Linked DNA regions of Mus musculus: region 1 is linked to region 2. The links are chromatin contacts, called in public promoter capture Hi-C maps. All regions are on one chromosome and are shown on one strand. Each heading gives the region's core, a stretch centred on a gene start, on an enhancer-like site or on the middle of the called end of the contact. The rest is flanking DNA. Distances are from core to core; before and after follow the strand shown.

What was found. Capture Hi-C pulls out chosen DNA fragments and counts their contacts.
Region 1: a promoter capture Hi-C map of adipose tissue shows a contact between it and region 2. The contact joins two enhancer-like sites. A contact is called at or near these places in 7 of 39 promoter capture datasets (the 3T3-L1 cell line, 3T3-L1-derived adipocytes, the HPC-7 cell line and 3 more), 2 of 484 Hi-C or Micro-C datasets (the AML12 cell line and nephron progenitors), 4 of 115 datasets of contacts at active chromatin or transcription factors (the HPC-7 cell line, acute myeloid leukemia, bone marrow-derived macrophages and 1 more) and 3 of 9 other capture datasets (adipose tissue, liver and pancreatic islet).

Annotation. Positions count from the first base shown.
Region 1 is chr1:54,894,923-54,900,598 of GRCm38.p6, forward strand. All of the region lies in intron 1 of Ankrd44 (ankyrin repeat domain 44), which reads right to left. Among named protein-coding and RNA genes, the nearest start is that of Ankrd44, 29 kb to the right of the region's middle. Within about 2 kb of position 2,244, at least 121 of the 459 cell types and tissues checked have an H3K27ac peak or open chromatin away from gene starts, as enhancers often do. A contact at or near this core is called in adipose tissue and bone marrow-derived macrophages, where this site is marked.
Region 2 is chr1:54,763,926-54,769,472 of GRCm38.p6, forward strand. It overlaps Ankrd44 (ankyrin repeat domain 44), which reads right to left. Exons shown (of 28, transcript NM_001081433.3): 5 at 2,859-3,059; 6 at 2,425-2,512. It overlaps 4930444A19Rik (a long non-coding RNA gene), which reads left to right. Exons shown (of 4, transcript XR_003948660.1): 4 at 1,664-2,429. Among named protein-coding and RNA genes, the nearest start is that of 4930444A19Rik, 85 kb to the left of the region's middle. Within about 2 kb of position 2,201, at least 34 of the 459 cell types and tissues checked have an H3K27ac peak or open chromatin away from gene starts, as enhancers often do. A contact at or near this core is called in adipose tissue and bone marrow-derived macrophages, where this site is marked.

The sequences.
Region 1 (5,676 bases), core at 994-3,493, 130 kb after region 2:
TGAATCAGCGCTCGATATATGGTACAGTTTCACCCATAGCCAGGATTCATGGGTCCAGGAATCAAGGGGTGGAAAACGGAATAGTTCCACTTACTATCACTCCTAGTGACCCTCTAGGAAAATTTTTGCTTCCTGTCCCCATAACTCTAGGTTCTGCTGGCTTAGAAGTTTTGGCTCCAGAGAGGGGAGTGCTCCTACCAGGAGCTACAACAAACATTTCATTGAACTGGAAGCTCAGACTTCCCCCTGGTCATTTTGGGCTTCTAATGCCCTTAAACCAACAGGCTAAAAAAGGAATAACAGTGTTAGGAGGGGTGATAGATCCAGATTACCATGGGGAAATTGGATTACCTCTTCACAATGGTGGTAAGCAAGATTATGTCTGGAGTGCAGGAGATCCCTTAGGGCGTCTCTTAGTACTACCATGTCCTGTGATTAAAGTCAATGGGAAACTACAACAGCCTAATCCAAGCAGGATGACAAAGGACGCAGACCCATCAGGAATGAAGGTATGGGTCAATCCTCCAGGAAAAGAGCCAAGACCTGCTGAGGTGCTGGCTGAAGGTGAAGGAAATACAGAATGGGTAGTAGAGGAAGGTAGTTATAAATACCAATTAAGGCCACGTAACCAGTTGCAGAAACGAGGATTATAAAGTAATATGAATGCCCATTGTAAATTTACTAATGCGTTTGCGATTGTACGAGGGATAGTTATATCATGTTAGGCGTATTTACAACCTTGTTATTGTTTCATGTGAACATGAGATATTATTTGTGTCAAGTTGACAAGGGGTGGATTGTAGTGGCTATTCCTGGTTGTCAACTTGACAATATTTGGAATGAACTACAATTCGGAATTGGAAGGCTCACCAGTGACCCTTATCTGGAGGCTTGGAGATCCTTATCTGGATCTTGGTTTGAAGATCTTGAGCCATAGTGGCTATGGATTCCAGAAGATTGAATCTCCGAGTTAAGGAACACACCTTTAATCTGGGCTATGCCTTTCATCTGGGATTAAAGGTGTGGTGGAACACACCTTTAATCTGGGCTACACCTTTTGCTGGAGACAATATAAGGACATTGGAAGAAGGGAGTCTAGCTCTTGCTCCTGCTCCTTCGCCTGCTTGCTGCGTGAGACTGAGTAACTGCTAGATCCTTGGACTTCCATTCACAGCTGTGACTGAACGATTGTTGGGAATTGAGCTGCCGACTGTAAGTCATCAATAAATTCCTTTATTATCTAGAGACTATCCATAAGTTCTGTGACTCTAGAGAACCCTGACTAATACAAGGCTCCTCAGTGCCTTCACTATTTGGGATGGGGATTTAGCTCAGGGTAAAGTGCTGCCTCGAACACAGGAGGCCCTGGATATCCAGCATTAAATAAACAGGGCTTGAGGGTGTGAGCCCATAATAGAGGCAAGAGGATCCGAAATTCAGAGTCAGTCTTAGATACACAGTAAGTTCTAGGCCAGCTTAGAACACATGGGTCCTTGTCTCAAGGAAAAAGAAAAAAGAAAATCACAATTTGCTTTAAAAGACACCAAAGCCATTTTGCAGTAACCATCATCACCACTTACAGAATAAAAGGACAGCTGGCTCCCCGACAAAAATGACAAGAGTCAGCAGCCAAAATATCTTAGGCACACTGAGAAGGCCCAGTGAGCCACCCACGGAATTCAGCACACACCAGCCCCAATCCAAACAAGAGCAAACCGCCTCGTTAACATGCTCCACGAGCCAGGCGGTTTCCTCCTATTGCACCCACAGAAACGCAAGCAAGCGTCATTAGTGAAAGCATTTTAAAACTGAAAGCTCAGGTTGCCCTTTTCATTTATTTCTTTAAGCTGCCTCTGCCTTGTATAATAAAGGTGATTGGGTGTTTGCTTTGTGATTCTTAAGTCCTAAGTGTAGGGTTTCTCATATGTAAAGAATATTGTAATACAGACCATTTATGAATGTAGCATAATAAATGTTGCCACACACACACACAATGGCTGGCTGTCACTTCCCTTTATTACTTGGGAGAGTATGACTTTCCATGGATTAACAACACAGACCAAAAGAAAGCTGTTATTTCAACCCTTTGGCAATGAGCAGATAACAACAGAAGCCAATTTGAATCACCTCCGTTTTTCACAAATTAAATCCAACAGTAAAGTATTTTACTGTATACTAAATGTAGAGCACACGACCTATCCCTATATAGAAATGATCTTCAGGAGGAAACCAAATGATAGCTCTCTAAGCAGAAGAAACAACTGCTAGGCGGGTAGAGGAAGCTTATAAGGGCTTTGCAGCTGAGTACGAAGGGGACCAACCTGAGGTGGCCATCTAAAGAATTCTCCACCGTGGCACCTCATGTAGAAACAGCACAGTGGTTAAGAGGACTTAGATTTAATTCTCAGCACCTACACAGCAGCTCTCAACCATCTGTAGTTTCATTGCAGTGGAGTCAATGTCCTCTTCTGGCCACTGCTGGCACCGTGCGTGCATGCTGTGCTCAAGCCTAAGTTCAGGGAGACACTGGTACACGTGAAGGGCAACCCCCACAAAGCGCCATCCTCCCCAGTCCGTCTGGCTAAGCACTGGCATTAAAGCTGAAGGAGCCGTTTCATTTTGATAATTCTTGGAAGGCCTCAAATAACAGCTAAGAGCATTCTACAAAGATGCCAGAGGGCACGGGAGAATGGAAAATTACAGTTGAAATCTCATCTTTAAAAGAGCCAGTTAAGCCACTGACATACAAGCCAAGCTCAACTCTACCTGACTAAGGAAGCCAAGGATAAGGACTGATTAAACAAACTTTAAAGCTCTGCAGTTTTTAACCATTTTATATTCTAAAACTTGGGCTTTCCCTCCACCCCTACACAAACTGAATGACAGTCCCGGGCTTTTGAACATGGTTGGAAGAGAGGAATCTTCCTGTGGGGCAGTTAGGAGAATCACTTGATGCTGAGTGCATGACTCAGGGGTAGAAGAGTTTGCCTGGCATAGGCAAGGCCCTGGGTTCAGAGGTTCAGTCCCCAGCAATACAAAATAAACAGACAAAAGGGTATCACTAACCCTCTGTATGCACAAAGGCTAGTCACCACACCTTTCCCGTCTACTTTCTCCCTACCTGCAGAATCAAACCATGCCTCCTACTTCCTTTTTAAAGGAAAGGGAAACAGCCAAGAGAAGTGGAGCTTCCCTAGATCCTTCTGAGGGTGCATGATATCCACAGAGCCAGTTTTCAGGAGCCTTAGAAATCATCTCCTTCACTGAATCGACTCACAACTCACAGCTCTGGCAGAGAACCTGGGTTCACTCAGTTCCCAGCATCCACAGGGTGGCTCACAACCACCTATAAGTCAAGTTCCAGGGGATCATATGTCCTCTTGTAACTTTTACAAGACTCTTGCACAAACATACACACAAAGAAACATAAAAATTGAATCTTAGATAAAATAAGAAATACATGTTGGGAAACATCCAGTATTGACACTAATAACCATTGAGCTTTCAAATGCTGGTGCTCTGTCATTTTTGTATCTAGGGTTCTATTTACATGGTATGTTCATGAACACATACATGTACTTACTGTGTGTCCTCAACCTCTGTATGCTTAACATGTTCAGCAAGGCTTTTAAACTGCAAGTATAGAGATGTTTTTATCCCTGCCCTAGTCCCATGTAAACTGGCCTTTTATAAGCAATAGAGCAGACAAAGTTTGAATATGGAGATGTAAGCCATAAAACTCCTCTCTCTTAATGGAGATTAGCTACAAAAAGCATGCTACTCCTAAGCAGAAAGCTGTTGCCTTGGAAACAGGATTTGTAACTACTGCAATCACACCTCGTAGCAAAGATGGCCAAGATCTATTTTAATTCTTAAATGCCTCAAGGAACTGCAGATGATTGTAGTTATGGAAGATAGCCAATCTGTAGTAATGAGGAAGCACATGCCAAAATTAGAAAGGCTGCAATTGAGAAAGAAGAGGTAGAGAAATAGGAAGGAGAAGGGAGGAAGGGAAAGGCAATTCAAACCTGACAAGTAAACGAATCCAAGAACCACACAGCTGAAGGATCAGTCCTTTCCGTGATTAGAGCCATTCCATCCTATTTACCTTACAACTGCCTGCAGCTCCGTGCTTCTTGCAGGAACGCAAAGCTGAATAAGGCCATCCCTTCTGCAGGAAACACACACTCAAGTCACATTCATATAATGTTGATTTTGGCATGGAAAATGGGGGTTTGGGGGAGTGATAAGAGGCTTCAGAGATAATGTAGCAGTTTTTCTAAGCTGGAATTTAAATATGTAAGAGTTTTTCAGAGAAGGTAAAGATAGGGCATCTTGGGCAAAGGGCAGGACAGGCACAAAGGCACAGCACGATCCTGTTGATCAACAGGACCTGCATTCTGGTAGAACACTTCCATATGCAAAACACTTCCCCACGCATGGCATTTGCCATCTCTAGCTCCACCCCTTAATTGCTGGCAGCAGCTGCTAATCACTCTGATAACCAGAATGATCCTCATTTCCACATGTCCCAGGAGTGTGAAGACGGCGCTGTCACTCCAATGGAGAAGTAAAGGACTAGGAATAGAGCCATGGCGAGGCTAAGCCCCAAGGATGAGGATGCAGCAGAGGCCAGAGTGCAGCCTCTCGGAAGCCCCAGCAAGGTTCAAACTACATAATTTTAAAAAGAGAGAATGGTTTGTAAAAGCAGTGAATGGTGTGGGAGACCAACGACAAGACATGACTGCTCACGGTGTCTAAGGAGGCAGAGGATGGAGAATGAGCCCCAAGGTCTTCCTCTTGGACATAGTAGTAAACAAGACCAGCACTGATCAAGGCCATGGGTGTTAAATAAGAGTGTGTTTGGAAAGGGCCAGTGAGGCGAGGCAGAACAGGAGGCTATAGCGCGCCTGAGAGGCATCCATCTAGACCACTAAGAAGCAACAAACAGCTGGCTAACTGCTGAGGAGAGCATCCAGAGTGGGGATGACAGACCTTTACATTCTGCCACACGAATGTCAAGGCCATTCCCACCCCCGGTAGATTCCCCAACTTGTTAAACAAGTCAGGAAGGAGTTCTGGGGGAAAGAAAATTGAGACACCGAGCAGGCTTAGCCATCTGGCACCATAGGGCTGACCATGCCATCGGGAAGGGAGGTGACACCCCTGGCAAGATGAAGGTGAGCTACCAGGTAGCACCCATACTAGAAAACTCCTGTTATTTGTAAGTCCCAAGGAGAAGGTAACTCTCTCCCACGCTTAATATAAACGACTCCTGAGTTAGGAGTAACTACATCTTGAGTTGTGAAAGACTTGACATATTAGCCTAGATTCTGCATTTGAGTATTCATGAAGTTGATGGAAACTCCCCATCCCCAATGAATTTGAGGGTGGACAGGGGTGGGAGATAACATGGCGAGAACTAGAAGAAAGGGGAGTGATGTAATTATATTTTTAATTTCAAAAATAACCCCCGCCCCTGTGATTTGTACTATGAACTTAGTTAGGCCTCTAGAAGATTGATAGGCCACAGGCCATAAATCCTGAGAATAAAGCAGACCTGCATTTCTCCAGATCTTAAGGAAGCCTGTGGTAGAAAGACTTATGGAAATAAAGAGAAAAGAAGCCAACATGGGGGGAGAGGCGGCTTGGGGGGACCAACAAGAGTGACCTCAG
Region 2 (5,547 bases), core at 951-3,450:
GCCTCATTGAAAATAATCAATGAGCATTTATTGAGTACCTAATATGTACTGGACATTATATAAATCTCATGGGAAGAAAAAAGATGACTCATAACTAAGACTCGAATGAGATGTAGCAAAGGTGGTGGCTGTTTGACAATATATTAGTAGCACCACCTTTTAAAAGTTGTATTGGTATTGAGTGTGTAATCCCAGAATCCCAGCATTTGGGTGAAAAGGCAAGCAAGTTACAAATTAAGACACAGCATGGGATACAGAATGAATTCCAGACCAGCTAGACAACAAAACAGACACAGTAAGAGCAACAAGGGTTGTGTTAAAATGAAAACAATTACCATCCTCACCAAAAAAGCCGACCAGTAAAATTTTAGTTTAGAAAACCAGTTTAAAAAAAAATCAGAATACTTACAGACTACTGTTTAATCTGAAATTACCATTGCCTTGTTGGGTTTTAATCCATTAAAAGGCAATTTTTTTATGTTTCCATGTTTTAACTCCCCTAAATCATTCACTAAATAGAAAACCTTCTAAATCTCGGCTTTTGTGGGCATTTGAGATCTGTTCCCTAGTTCACTATGGCACATGTGTTTGGCCTTTATTTTATAATTGAAGATCGTTTAAAGCTTAAGTTCATTGCTATAAATGTTGCAGCTAATTGAAGAGCAGGAGACAAATACTGGTTCCAAGACCTACGGTTTGTATGGGAGGCTGAGGGGGTGGGGGGAAGAGGTATAGCTTGCTTTATCAAAATCTAATTCTTTATCTACAAAATCTTTTATATAGAAAAATATTTTCAGTTACGTGGTGCCGACTCAAGCTACCTGCCCCAGCTTTTATCCCCTGTCTCCTAAGGATTGTAAGTCACCCTATTTATAACCTGATGGCATGAGCAATAATGATTTGACTTCTTTGCGTCATAAAAATATTTTAACCACACATCAGCAAAGCATAAGCTAGACCCTCACAGGTTCTTTGAGTCATTCCATGTACATTGTATGCGAAGATGTAATTGGTTTTAGCCTACTCAAAGGTCTGTGCTATTCAAGAACGAAAGAAGGAGCGGGCACGGAGGCACACACCTGGAATTCCAGCACTTGAGGGGAAGGAGGATCAGTCTAAGGTCTTTTCCTACACAGAGTTAATTCGTACAAAATTTAAAGATTCTTGGCGTCTGTAAGTCTAAGAATTCATTCAGAAACCCGTAGCTGTGGGATTTATTTTGTTCTCACCCCAATCTACTCCCTTCCATCCTACAAGTAATGATAATTTGTGAAATGATGATAACAGATATGTATGCGTATGAAACTGACTCAAACAAGCAAAAATGCTCAAAACAAAACAAAATAAAAAATAATCACTAATTCTTGGAGATACCATCTACGATTTCAGTATTTTTTTTCCAAATTTCCCTTCCCTGTATAGAATCTTCCACAGCAATAGAAAATATTATACATATCATTGTATTAAATATAGTTCTTTATGATGCATCTCCCTTTAGTGTGCCACATGATGTTTATAAATTCCCATGGCCACCATTGCTGTACTCCCTTCTGTGTCCCATTGTGTGGAGCTTCTGGGATTTGGCAGAACAATAGCCCATAGATGGATATCAGCTTGTGTGCATCTAAGTCTGATAGAACCCTATCTTTTTTTTTAACTGCAGGTTTTTCTCCAATCAGAAACACACAGAAGGATCTTAGTTATTCACCTCTCATATCTGCATTGAGGATAAACTCTGAGGACTATCATTTATCCAAGGTCTTTGCAACGGATCGAAAGGAAAGGACAAAACAGAGATGCAATCTTTTCAACTCTAGCTGAGTGAAGTGGACAGAGGGAAGTCTGTGGGCTTCCACTTGTGCCAGCACAGCAGAAGCCTGAGCTACTAGGATCTTCCACTTCCATATACAGAGGAAGCTGCCCTCTCTTCCTTCCCTTTGTCTTTTCCAAAAATAATTAGAAGCACAAAGATAAGGAGCATAGTGTCCTTGCTTTGTTAATCAGCCTGCTTTCTTTCCTAAACACTTTATTTGATGCCATAACAAACTAACATACAAGAAATGTTTGTAGTTTCCAATCCAGAGTGAAGAATGTTCAGAGAGGTCCAGGCCATGAGTCATCCTCCCCCTGTTTTGGGATAAATAAACCTCTGACAAGGCAACTGTCCAAGTAGAGCACTTTACAGATGCCAGGAAAACAGGCCAAATCTTCATTCAAGTGAAAGCCAACACTTAAGTCAGATTTGTCCTACATGGTCAACAAGAGGCCCATGGCATATGTAGCCAAGGTCATCTGCTTGTGGTCTTTAATTGTTGTATGATATGTTGGGAATGAAAACCAGGGTTTTGTGCACAGTAGGCCCTTACCCTACCATTACGGTAGCAAAGACCCTGGCACTTTGCTTTCCACACACAGAGCACTCACCCATGTATGCTGCCCAGTGGAGAGCTCGTCGGTCCTTCTTGTCAAATGCATTGATGTTTGCCCCTTTGGCCAAGAGTAAATTGACCATCTGAAAGATAACAAACAATGAATTCTGGTGTTCCCTCTAATGAGGACAGCTCCTTGTTGCTTTCAGGTGATCTAAACCAAATTAGCATCAAGCCTAACAGCAGCTCAAGGATTCATACCAGGTAGACAGGCTAGCAAGACAGGCTACACTGCTCATGTCAAAGGAGAAGACTGAAATGACAATCTACTGTTTCAACTCATTATGGTCTGATTTGAAAATGGATATAACTGCCCAAGCAACATACCTCTCTTATTCTCACATTCACATAAAGTCTCAAAAGTGGTTCCATCTGTGGCTAATAGGGTCTGAGTAGTGTGGCCCAGTTCCCAATGCTGAGAACACTCACCTCCATGTGTCCATTCAGAGCGGCGTGGTGCAAGGCTGTGCGCCCGCCTCTGTCGGAGACATTGACACTGCTCAGTAGTGGAATGATCACTTCTGCACACTTGACGGCCTTATTGGCTGCTGCCACATGGAGGGGGGTCTGCCAATTCTTGTCCCTTGCATTGACATCAGCCGAGTGTTTAATCAATACTTGCACTGCCTCCTACAACAGAAACAGTTTTCAGGATCACTGACAAATGCCCAGTCAATACTTCCTGTGGGTAAGGTGCTTCTCTGGACAAAAGAACTGGATTAAGAAAGGAAAGATTGCTGCCTTCCCAGGCAGGCTGTGGACAAGCCAAGTCATATGAGGTAGAGATCTGAGGAGTAACACAAAATGAGGCAATCTCTCCATCTTCCTCTTTCAGGTCAAAAGCCTGGCCCCCATCATCTGAGATGACATTCACCTTCTAAAGACACAGTTTTCTGATGAGGCATTCTTGGATCACCTGAGTGCAGATGTGCATATCAGGCAAAAGATCTGTTAAAAAAAATGCTCTCTAAAATGAGAAAAGTCTGGGAATAAATAAACCAACAAACTTCCAAAGCCTGTCAAACATTCTTGGACCACGTTTTGAATCTAGGTGCTCTGTGCCAATGTGTAACATGTGACCTTCCATCTTGTGAGGCTGTTATGCAAAGGACGTAATTAGTGGCTGTCTCAGTTTAAAGCTATAATAAAATGATTCCAAGTTTTCCATTACAATTAGTAAACCTTTTTTTGTTTTGGTTTGGTTTTCCATTAGTTTGTTTTGAAACAAGATCTCGGAAAGTTGTCCCAGGATGGCTTGGAACTCACAATTCAACCCAGATTGTCCTTAAACTCATGATCCTCCCATCTGAGCCTCTTGTGTGACCAGACTATGAGTGTGCACCACCAAGCCTGGCTATAGTGAGCAACTTCTTTTGCTGTTCTGATCTTCTTTTTTTTTTTACACAATTGTTTAGACTTTTGATTGTGATTTCCTTTCCTTGACTCAATCAGCTTACCCATTTCTTCACCTATAACTTTCAGCTCTACCTATAGTATAGAAGCCAGAGGACAAACTACTTTATCATATGACTATATAATAGCAAGTCCCAGATAACTGATATGAACTCAGCAAAATCAGCATTTTGAGTCCATGTAAATGTTTATGAAAAGAGTTTTCTGTGAGTCAAAAGTAGCAATGCATGGAGATAAACAGCTAACTTGGACAGTAAAATGTGAGCAAAAAGAAAACGTAGAAACTTATACAATTGAAATGAAAAGTATAGTAACTTTGGGAACCTCTTCTAGATGATGCAAGTAAAATTCAGGGACACAAATAAAGACTAGATATATACACTGCCCACCCTCAGAAGCCTGAAAAAAATACTCAATACACCATGAGCCTGTTTTAGAGTAAAACATAAATATGTATTTTTTTTACATTTATTTGTGTGTGTAAGTACAAGTTGTTGGAGTCAGTTCTCTATTTCTACCATGTGGGTTCTAGAAATTGAGCTTCTGTCTTTAGGTTTAATGGCAAAAGCCTTCACCTGATGAGCCATCTCACAGGTCCCACACACCTGCACATAAAACATTGCTAGAACTGCAAAGATCAAAAGAAATTAATCTCCACTTGTAGCTGATATTTACCTTGGGGTTGGCACGGTGCCCTTGTCTCTTTCCTCCCTTACATAGAGAAATCCTTGGGAAAGAATGGGGCTTCTACAATACTGAAGAATTCAACCTTATCCTTTCTTCCATTTCCTCTGACTGGACCTCAGTGCACAGTGATGAGCGAAAGTGCACTTACAAATTCTAATGTGTGCCTGTCTTTGTTACAGTTTTACAGCTGTGAACAGACACCATGACCAAGGCAAGTCTTATAAAAAACAATATTTAGCTGGGGCTAGCTTACAGGTTCAGAGGTTCAGTCCATTATCATCAAGGTGGGAGCATGGCAGTATCCAGGCAGGCATGGCACAGGCAGAGCTGAGAGTTCTATGTCTTCATGCAAAGGCTGCTAGTGGAAGACTGACTTCCAGGCAACTAGGGTGAGGATCTTATGCCCACACCCACAGTGACACACCTACTCCAACCAGGTCACACCTATTCCAACAAGGCCACACCTCCAAATGGTGCCACTCCCTGGTCCAAGAATATACAAACCATCACAGCGCCTTTAAACTAAGAGCCCTAAAACTCCCCAGATCTAGTAGCACACAGAACTGTAATCTCAGCTATTTGGGAGGCTAAGGCAGGAAGATTGCAGTTTGAGCTACAGACTAAGCTTAAGGGCAGCCCAGGTAATTTAGTAAGACACTGTCTTAATAAGAAAAGTCAAAAGGGGGTTAGGGATTGTGGTAATTTGAATAAAAATGGTCCCATAGACTCATAGGGACTGGCACTATTAGGCCTTGTTGTAATAGGTGTAGCATTGTTGGAGGAAGTGTGTCACTGGAGATGGGCTTTGAGGTCTCAGATACTCAAGTCAGGCCTATTGTGATTGTCTCTTCTTGCTGCATGCAGATCCAGATGTAGAACTCTCAGCTACCTCTCTACCACATCTGCCCACACACCACCGTGTTTCCTGCTAGGACAGTAATGGACTACACCTCTGAACTGTAAAAGTCTAGTTAAATGTTTTCCTTTATAAGAGGTGGTCATGGGGTCTCTTCACAGC